Linked DNA regions of Sus scrofa: region 1 is linked to region 2. The links are chromatin contacts, called in public Hi-C maps. All regions are on one chromosome and are shown on one strand. Each heading gives the region's core, a stretch centred on a gene start, on an enhancer-like site or on the middle of the called end of the contact. The rest is flanking DNA. Distances are from core to core; before and after follow the strand shown. Region 1 holds the start of SEC11C (signal peptidase complex catalytic subunit SEC11C). Region 2 holds the start of GRP (gastrin-releasing peptide).

What was found. Hi-C and Micro-C count contacts between places; a contact is called where the count stands out from the background.
Region 1: a Hi-C map of epiblast stem cells shows a contact between it and region 2, with 1.8 times the contacts expected there. The contact joins the promoter of SEC11C here to the promoter of GRP in region 2. A contact is called at or near these places in 5 of 47 Hi-C or Micro-C datasets (epiblast stem cells, mesenteric adipose tissue, omental adipose tissue and 2 more).

What each region holds. Positions count from the first base shown.
Region 1 is chr1:161,767,139-161,771,765 of Sscrofa11.1, forward strand. It overlaps SEC11C (signal peptidase complex catalytic subunit SEC11C), which reads right to left and starts at 2,484. Exons shown (of 7, transcript XM_003121713.3): 1 at 1,952-2,484. The coding sequence starts at 2,326.
Region 2 is chr1:161,720,192-161,724,604 of Sscrofa11.1, forward strand. It overlaps GRP (gastrin-releasing peptide), which reads right to left and starts at 1,795. Exons shown (of 3, transcript XM_021075302.1): 1 at 1,357-1,795. The coding sequence starts at 1,495.

The DNA of each region.
Region 1 (4,627 bases), core at 1,234-3,733, 48 kb after region 2:
ATATACACCCCATATTTCACTGGTGCCTTTTCTTGTTATTCATCTTGCCTACCAACTCAGTATGCTTGGCACTTAATCACCCCAGCAGAGTTTAGAAGCAAGCCCACACTGTTTTTTTCAAGCAGAGATGAAATAGCCAATGTCTAAGAGTTTTAGGCAACCATTTCAGACCAGATATTGTGGCTGACAGAGCGGCAAAAATGCCAGTAGCTATTTTCCTTCCTCTCTTCCTCACTGCAGAAACAAAGAGTCCTTGTTTTTGCATGTGGCTCTTTCCTTAATCAACAGTAAGCAAGGCCAGCAGAAAAAGGAGGTCCCACATCCAAGGCTGGTGGAGCAAGCATATGTGACAATGTCTCATAAAATGCTATTTTGGAGGGAAAAAGAAGCAAAAGGACAAAGCTTTTTTAAAAAGTATGAGGAGGCAGGAGATTTGAGCTTCTGAATTTTAATTAGAAACTTAGCTAGGAGTTCCCGTCGTGGCGCAGTGGTTAACGAATCCGACTAGTGAACCATGAGGTTGCGGGTTCGGTCCTGCCTTGCTCAGTGGTTAACGATCCGGCGTTGCCGTGAGCTGTGGTGTAGGTCGCAGATGCGGCTCGGATCCAGCGTTGCTGTGGCTCTGGTGTAGGCCAGTGGCTACAGCTCCGATCAGACCCTAGCCTGGAACCTCCATATGCCGCGGAGCGGCCAAGAAATAGCAAAAAGCCAAAAAAAAAAAAAAAAAAAAAAAAAAAGAAACTTAGCTAAACATAGGCAATGCAACCAGCCTATGAGGCCTTATCACTGAGAGTGGTAATATGCAGATGTTTCTGAAGGCAAACTGGTTTAGGGATTGATATATTCTCCAGAAGGCCTTCCTTGATAGTCTGCAATCAGTATTTGGTACCAATTTTAGAGGCATTTTTAAAACCTAGCCCATTAAGTCTAGATTTTTAAGTAAAGCTCTGCTTCCTGGAGGATTTTCTTGTAAACAGCATCAATGCTCAGGGCATTAGCTGCCGGTTTTTCAAGCTAATGATGATCTTTGCCACAACTCATCTGAATCACAGAAACGCCCAGGAAACCATCTAATATGCACACCTAGAAACAGCCTGATTCTCAAGACTGTTCATGAGATTCCAGTCACCAAATTCCTCCACACAACTGCACTAGTCTGAAATTGAACTTGGGAAAAAAAGAGAGAGAGAGAGATGGATGGGAGCTGACTAAAGAGAGAGCAAGAAGGACGTTTTCCTCCAAGCTCCTCTCATAGAGGGGTAGGAAATCAGCCCCAGCTGCCCGAAGACTCCATACTAACTGCCTCTGATAGTCAAGGTGCTGCCAGCCTTACGGAGTCTAAGAAGTTAGAGAAGACTTCTGAAATCCCTTTTATAACACCGATTCAGTTCACAAGACAGAACGCTATCAGTGAGCTCTTCCGCACAAGGAGCTTTGTTTAGTCCCCATGCACCATCAGGAAAACACTGTTTTGGGAAGAAACTGTTTTAGGAGGCATCACTGGACAGCTCCCACCGCTAGGAAGTTCTCCATCTTTCGCCTGCCTTTCTGCCACTTGCATGGATATCAGGCCTTAGCAACCCCACAGAGAAATCTGTCCCCTCTTCCAAGAGGTGGCAAAATTCGTGCAAACAGCTGTCACTCGCAGTAGAGTCATCTCTCCCCGCTTTTTCAACCGCACTTGACATCCAAAGTGCGGGATTTCTATTATCTTCCCCTTCCGGGGCCGCCCTCCCCTAACTGAACTCCTCTCAGGGCAAGGAAGTACCCACACGTGGGTCTGTGCGGATTTGAACACAGGGCCTCCAAGAGCCCAGGGTGGGTGCCTCGGGTCGCCGCCGGACCGGTTACGGGGCGCTGTCCTTGCAGGAGCCTACCCGGGAGCCCCGATTCCCCACTGTCGCAGCCGGTCCCGGCCCCTAGACGCGCCCCCCAAAAGGAGCTCCGTTACCTGGCGCTTGTTCATCTTCCTCAGGTCCCCAAAGATGTCCAAACCGGACGTGGGGAGATGCGACCCCACAGCGCCCGCGCGCACCATGCCGGGGTCTCTGGGGGCCGAGGCGACCCGCGGGCTCCGGGTGTCACAGACAGCTGCGGAGCACCGGCCGGGCCCCCGCCCACCGGCCTTGTTGGCCACGTGACCAGAGGCTCGCTTGGGCGTCTGGGAAATCGTAGTCCTGTGAGTCTGAGCCACTTGAGTACCTGCAAAGAACTGGTAAGAAGAAACTACCACTCCCAGAATGCCACGGGACAAGAGCCTCGTCCAGTGAAGACCCAGGGCTCCCAGGGAGGGAAACGACCCGGCTCCGGAGCCTTGTCCGACCATTGCGAGGGAACTTGGGAAAGCGGGTGATCCTGCATATCCTACGGGCAGCTCGGAGAAGTGACTACTCAAGATCAATTGAGTTCCCTAAGACTCTGGTCAGGCGCCAAGAAGACACCTAAAGCTCCCCCGCATTCACCTAGCCGTGTATCTAGGCCATTGGATGACTGCGACGAGAGAAGGTGGAGCTTCTACAAGGGCGGCAGGCTGTGCTGAATACGGGAGGCGCCTAAAAGTGGGCTGGCGAGTGGGCGGGACCTGGAAGAGGCGGGACTTTTGAAGCTATGGAGTTCCGCGCTCTCCCAGGATTTGAAAGCTAGGAAACAAGGGGATACAGTGATGCTTCCTTTGATCAGAGCTATGCCGCAACGGATGTTAATTGAATGAATAAATAAATAACCAGTTGATTTTATACTTGAGGAAACAAGCCTAGAAAGATTAAGTGACCTGGCCAAGGCAAAGTGGCCAGGTCTGGAATAGAACTCAAATTTCCAAACCCAGGATTGTCGTAGTCCTGATCCTAGCTCATCCTTAGTTTATTCACTCACTCGTGTATGCATTATTTATTTCATTCATTTGTTAAAAAATCTTTTTAGAGCATATACTATGCACTTAGCCCTAGTCTGGACGTAGGAAACATCAGTGAACACCTAGCAACGGGAGACATAATAAATAAGTAAAATTATATGGTATCTAAGGAGTGATAGTGCTGTGGAAATAGGAAGAGCAGATAAGAGAGGGGAGAAGCTCTGGGGAAGGGGGCAGGTGGCAATTTAAAATATCCCAGAAGTTGACTTACCAGGAAGCTACTGAAGCATACTCTTTGGAACACTTCACTTGCAAAGGCTCCCTTCCAAACCCTTGAATAAAAATGGTCATATGGTTTTGTAAAAGTTTCAAAAGCAAGATATTTGAATTGCTATTTGTTGACTCTTGTTTCTTTGCATTCCTAATTCCCCTCCATCATACTTCCCTTCACGTTGGAGGGACAAGGAGCATTTTGAGGATCTAGCTAAGGAGAAGTTGAATTGGAAATACATTTAATTTGGATTCAGTGAATATCTTGATGTGGGGTCTTCAAAGTACCACCAAGCACCCCAAGAGTCTCCAGCCCTCCTTGACTGGTGCTCCCCCCCTGTCTCTGTTCTGAACTCCTTATTCTCCCTCTCCAGCAGTGCTGTGATAGCCAATACAGGGTCTTAGCTCCTATTGGCCTATTTCCTCCGAAGACCTAGGAAAAAGAGCAGTTTGATTACTATTGGCCCTTACTGCCAATATGTGGGAAGACCAGTTTAACTCATGTCAGAAATCAAGCATTTCTCTGCCTAGGTCTTGATCATCAAAGCATCATCTTCAATTTATGGAGTATCCTAAACCAAAACTATAGTATTGTTTTATTAATACTTTTTCCACGAGAAATAAGCATATTGCTTTTCCTTATGAAATCCCCTAAACACAGTCTGACCCCATACACCCTCCTTCCCCTTGCATTAGATTATCAGAAATAGAACTTTAAGAAATCTTCCATACAGCATTGGTTCACTATCTTACTTATTGATTCATTTCCTCCATCAAGCACTAGGAATCTGGCAAATAAGACACAGTTCTTAGATCCAGTTGAAGTTGTAAGTGTGCAGACATGATTATCATATAATATCACAAGTGATCTAGATAGGACATAATGAAAGGTATGATCTTGGAGTTCCCATCATGGCTCAGCAGAAACAATCTGACTGGCATCCATGAGGATGAAGGTTCAATCCCTGGCCTCACTAAATGGGTTAAGGATCCGGCATTGCCATGACCTGTGGTGTAGGTCGCAGACAGCTCAGATCTGAGTTGCTTTGGCTGTGGTGTAGGCCAGCAGCTGTAGCTCTGATTCAACCCCTAGCCTGGGAACCTCCACATGCCGTGGGTGCAGACCTAAAAAGACAAAAGACAAATAATAATAATAATAATAATAATAAAACAAAACAAAAGTTATGATCTCTAGTGTAAAATCCCCTTGGCATATCAGGCTAGCCCTTGTGCTAAGGGAGGAATTGATACAGAGGCAGTACTAGCTAATACTTTTTGCATGTTTATTCTGAAACAGGCAAGTGCTTGTTTATACTTATTATCAATTTCATTCTTACAAAAATCCTTTTTTTTTTTTTTTGGTCTTTTTGTCTTTTAGAGCCGCACTGGCAGCATATGGAGGTTCCCAGGCTAGGGGTCTAATCAGAGTTGTAGCTGCCAGCCTACACCACAGCCACAGCAATGAGGGATCTGAGCCACATCTGCAGCCTACACCACAGCTCATGG
Region 2 (4,413 bases), core at 545-3,044:
GGCTCCTGGGTTCCCTCAGAGGTGACAGATACTTTCATCCCTGGGGTTGCAGAGATGCCTTCAGTTGTAATGAAAATTACTCCATTGCAACCCGAGATCTCTGGCAGAAACACAGGCAACAAAGAGGAGCTGAGGACCTGTGTTCTAGCCTCACCCTTTCCCTTAAAGTCATACTTATCTTCACGCGGAGAATCTGGAATCCTCTGAGAGCTGAATTAGCAAGTATCTTATCTTTCTAACCGCCCCCCCGCCCTCCTAAGTAGATGACTAAGGAAATCGTGAAACACACACACACACACACACACACACACCTCCTTAAATCTCTCTAGGGATCGACCATCTCTCCTGGGAATGCTAGGGTTATTGTAGAGGGCTGGGTGGGGAGGTGTCTGAGGAAGTCGAAAGCTTCGCATTATTTGCCAGAGAGCCCGGGGGTGATGCTGGAGAAACGCGAAGCCCCGGGGCGGCCACCTGCCTCCCAGCTGCGGGGAAGCGGCGGGTGCGCGCTCCGCTGCCGGAAACCCGGTCCACGCCACGGTGGTTTCGGGGCCAGGAAGAGCGAACCCCCGTGCCCGCACCTGGAAAGCTGGACTTGTGGGCAGGGGAAAAAAGAAAGGAGATAGCGGAAAAGGGAGAAGACGAGTTCTCGGTCAAGAGAGGCGGCGAAAAGCGAGGAATCAGGAGGAAGCGACCTGCGATCAGCGTGGAGACCAGGCGCGATTCCCGGAGCGCACAGCCCGATGGATAGAAAGAGGGAGGGTTGCTCAAAAGCGCAGAGAAAAGAAAATAGCTGCAAAGCAAAGAAGGCCTGAGGAAATTCAGGCGAGCCCTAAACAGAGGTGGGATTCAGGCGCTGAAAGACCAACAGATTTGAAATCCAGGGCGGGCGCCGCGCCCCAGGTCCCACACCTGTAGCTTTGCCGGGTGCAAAGGCGCAGCGGCCGGACTGGACAAGGACTCCGAGACGTGATTGGGGACCCAGCTCCCCAAAGTTGTTCAGGAAAAGAATCCGTGCCAAACAGGCGAACAAAAGGTGGTGCTGGAAGGTGCGGAGGGAGGGTGATCTCCGCGTAGGGTTTGGGTTTTGGAGAACTGTGCGCAGGCTCGGGTATTCTGGGGAAGAGGGAAGAGAGCGGGAAAGGACCGAGGGACCATTCTGCCTCTGCCGAGGGACCGACGGTTTCCCAGGATGCAGAAGGGTAGGGTGAAGTTTGGAGAGAACTGCATTGGCGTTTGGGTAGAAAGGCCACAGCAAACCCAGCCCGCAGCGCCGAGCCGCAGAAACGCTGAGAGATGGGGAGATCCGCTCTTGTGGCTAGCTGGTCCCGCCCGGACTAGAGCGCGCCGGACACTCACCCACCGCCCAGTGGTTGCCGCGCGGGTACATCTTGGCCAGCACGGTCCCTCCGCCCACCGACACTGGGGCGGCCGGTCCCCGGGGCGCCTGGCAGAGGACTAGCGCCAGCAGGACCAGCGGGAACTCGCGGCCGCGCATGGTCCAGGCGGGAAGCGAGGCTCCGCGGAGAGTGCGCTCTCCTGGCGCTGGAAAGACTGGAGGACCTCGGAGGAGCGCTGCCGCTGCACCACTGCTGCAGCCTCCACGACGCCCCGACTTTATATGCAAGCCCGAGCGGGGGCGCTGGGGGGGTCCTCCACCGCGGACCCGAGCGCTCTGACGTCTCCCTATAGCGAGCCGGGGCTCTGGGACAACGGCCTCCGAAAATCATCCATCTTCCCGTCGAGCGATGAAAAGGCTGAGTGTACATTGTCCCCTCTTGCTTTCACTCCTAGCCCCATCCGCCTCCCCCTCATTGGATTAATTCTTCCCACCCTCGACGCCTTCGCTCGAACACAATTTAGTGAACTAGCTCCCCAGCTTCACCAGAGCACCTCCCGCGTTAGCTGCCTTCAGGTCCTGCAAGGGGAGGCAGTGACCTCGCGGCCTGACCCTAGGGATGGGGGGTGGGGGGCAGGGTAGAGAGGGATGGGCACAAAGAATGGATGTTTTTAGGGTGGGCTTTGCTGGAGGGGGTTGGTATCCGGGTTGCAAGGCACCACTGATTGATTCTCAGACCTTTCCCCCTCCACGGACCACTGTCCTCGAGATCCAGCCTCCGTACTTTTGCCTCCCTCCTGAAGAGCGCCCCCTGCCCCTTCTCACCACCACCGCTGCCACCACTCACCCCACCTGGGTTTTCGGAAGCGTCCCTGCCCATTTGTAGGGTGCGATGGAGGCTGGAGCAGGAAGTTTCTGTTGCGTGTGAACAGAGCTAACAATAGTTTTACTGCACTCCTGGCTCCTTTCACAGGCATATGGCATCCATATAATAGATGAAGCTTTTATACCGATTTTCCTAGGCTGCGTCTACCAGAAAGGGCAAACTGTCCCCAAACTGCTATTTACACACCTCTCTAGAGTTACCTAACCTTCCCCTGCTCCTGTTCTCAGATATGAACAGTGGTCACTGGCCCAATTCCCAAGGTTCTCAGTGCCATGGATACAAAGGGGATGGGCGCCATGGCGATGCAACAGTAAATAGAAGCTGGTAGGATGCTGTTGCCCACATCTCAGCTGCCAGAGCTGAGGGTGTGTGGTGTGTTCCCTCATGGCTATTTCTCACCAAGTGCTGGTGAAGTGTCTCGTTGCTTGGTTCCTGCTGGTGTTTCCTGTCAACGCTGTTTTTAATACTAAGTTGAAATCATATATTTTTCTCTGGATATCTGGTGATTCAATACATTTGTGCTGTTCTTAGATGATTACATGTGCATATTGCATGACCAAGTATTCTTGGGCTTAGAAGAGTATTATTTCTATGCATGTGTCTGTCTAGAAGGTTAAAACAAATGCTAATTTCAAGATCACTTATTAGCCAAAGAAATAAAGTAATACTACCATTTTTTTGTTTTGTTTTGTTTTGTTTTTTCTTTTTAAAGCTTCACCCATGGCATACAGAAGCTCCCAGGCCAGGGATTGAGCCTGAGCTACAACAGTGACAATGCCACATCCCTAAGAGCTAGGCCACCAGGAAACTCTGAGTAATAGTATCCTGAGGAAATGACCCAAATGAAAATCAAGGCAGGGGGAAGCCCACATTTGGCCTGGACTCCATCCTCCCGGGTTCCCAGGCTCTGCTCATTAGTAAGCAAATGTTCCATGGTCGGATGATCATAGGTAGGCTTACTGCCTCCACTTGGCGGTGAGCTTGCCTGAACACAGTAGCTTGGTTTTGTTCCTCTGTGAGTCTGCAAAGAGCCTGGATCACAGTGATGCTCAATAAGTATTTGATGAATGAACAACTAACCTAAGAAATGCTCTGGTCTAAATACTTTCTGTACCCTGGGCCTTTGAAGGGGCATTCAACATTTATCTCTCCAGATTCAGTTATAGAGAAAAGTCCTTTCCCCTCAGTGTAATTAAGATTATTTTATTTTATTTTATTGAAAGCTTATTTTAGAGTCTTTATATGAAGTTTTTCCCACTGTGAGACTGAGGGAAAACTACTGTAAATACAGTAAAGTGTGGAAACAGTTCTACTGAAACTCTTCTGCTAATTCAGACAAGCCATCTTTCTTTGTCTATTGCAGACTTGGGCTCTTCCCTTCCCTTCAACTCTTGCTTTAAGCACCCGAAGTCCACAGACCAGACCTGGGCTTGGACGTGTGACTTGCTCTGGCACCCCCTAATGGCAGTAAGTGTGTTGGTCTTCTTCAGGACTGCATTCAGTTCCAGACCTAGTCCTGGGTGCAGAGAAGGGACTCAATAGATGTGAATGGATGCATTGTATGGCAGCCTGAGTCCAGTTCTCTAAATAGAAAAGACAATGGGTTGTTGCCAGTTAGAGAAAGAAATCATTGCAGGTTTGATTCAGCCTGTATTGAATGAGTTCCAATTAGATCCTGGATGGGCATCCTCTCATATCATTTTTAAAATCTCCACCATAGCCCTGCCAGATAGAGATGACTTCCTCTTTTTTGTTGTTGTTATAGTCTAGGGCTCTGTTCCACGTAGATATTCAGGAATCTGGGTTCATTCCATCTCGTGCCTCTACCATTCCCTAGTGCCTTGCTCCTCAAAGGCTATTCTGCAAGGAGATAAGGAGCTTGTGGAAGAATGTAAATCAATGCATTGCTTCCTTCATCAAGAACACCTCTTTTGCAGCCGAACGGTGTATTAATGATGCCATTGGTTTGCATGCCAGCAAAAGTTCTTTATCTTGTTGTGGATGGGTTACAAATGGTTCAAGGATGAACAGCTGATGTGTGGCGTGCTCTTAATTAGCATTGTTCTAATGTACTAGTGTCCTGTGTCCCTGGCTGCATGGCCTAGACTACAGCTAGCAGGATAGGGAAAGTGGAGAGGCATGCCACTTTCTTACTATACCAGCCCATGACGTACTACTCATCTCTTCTGCT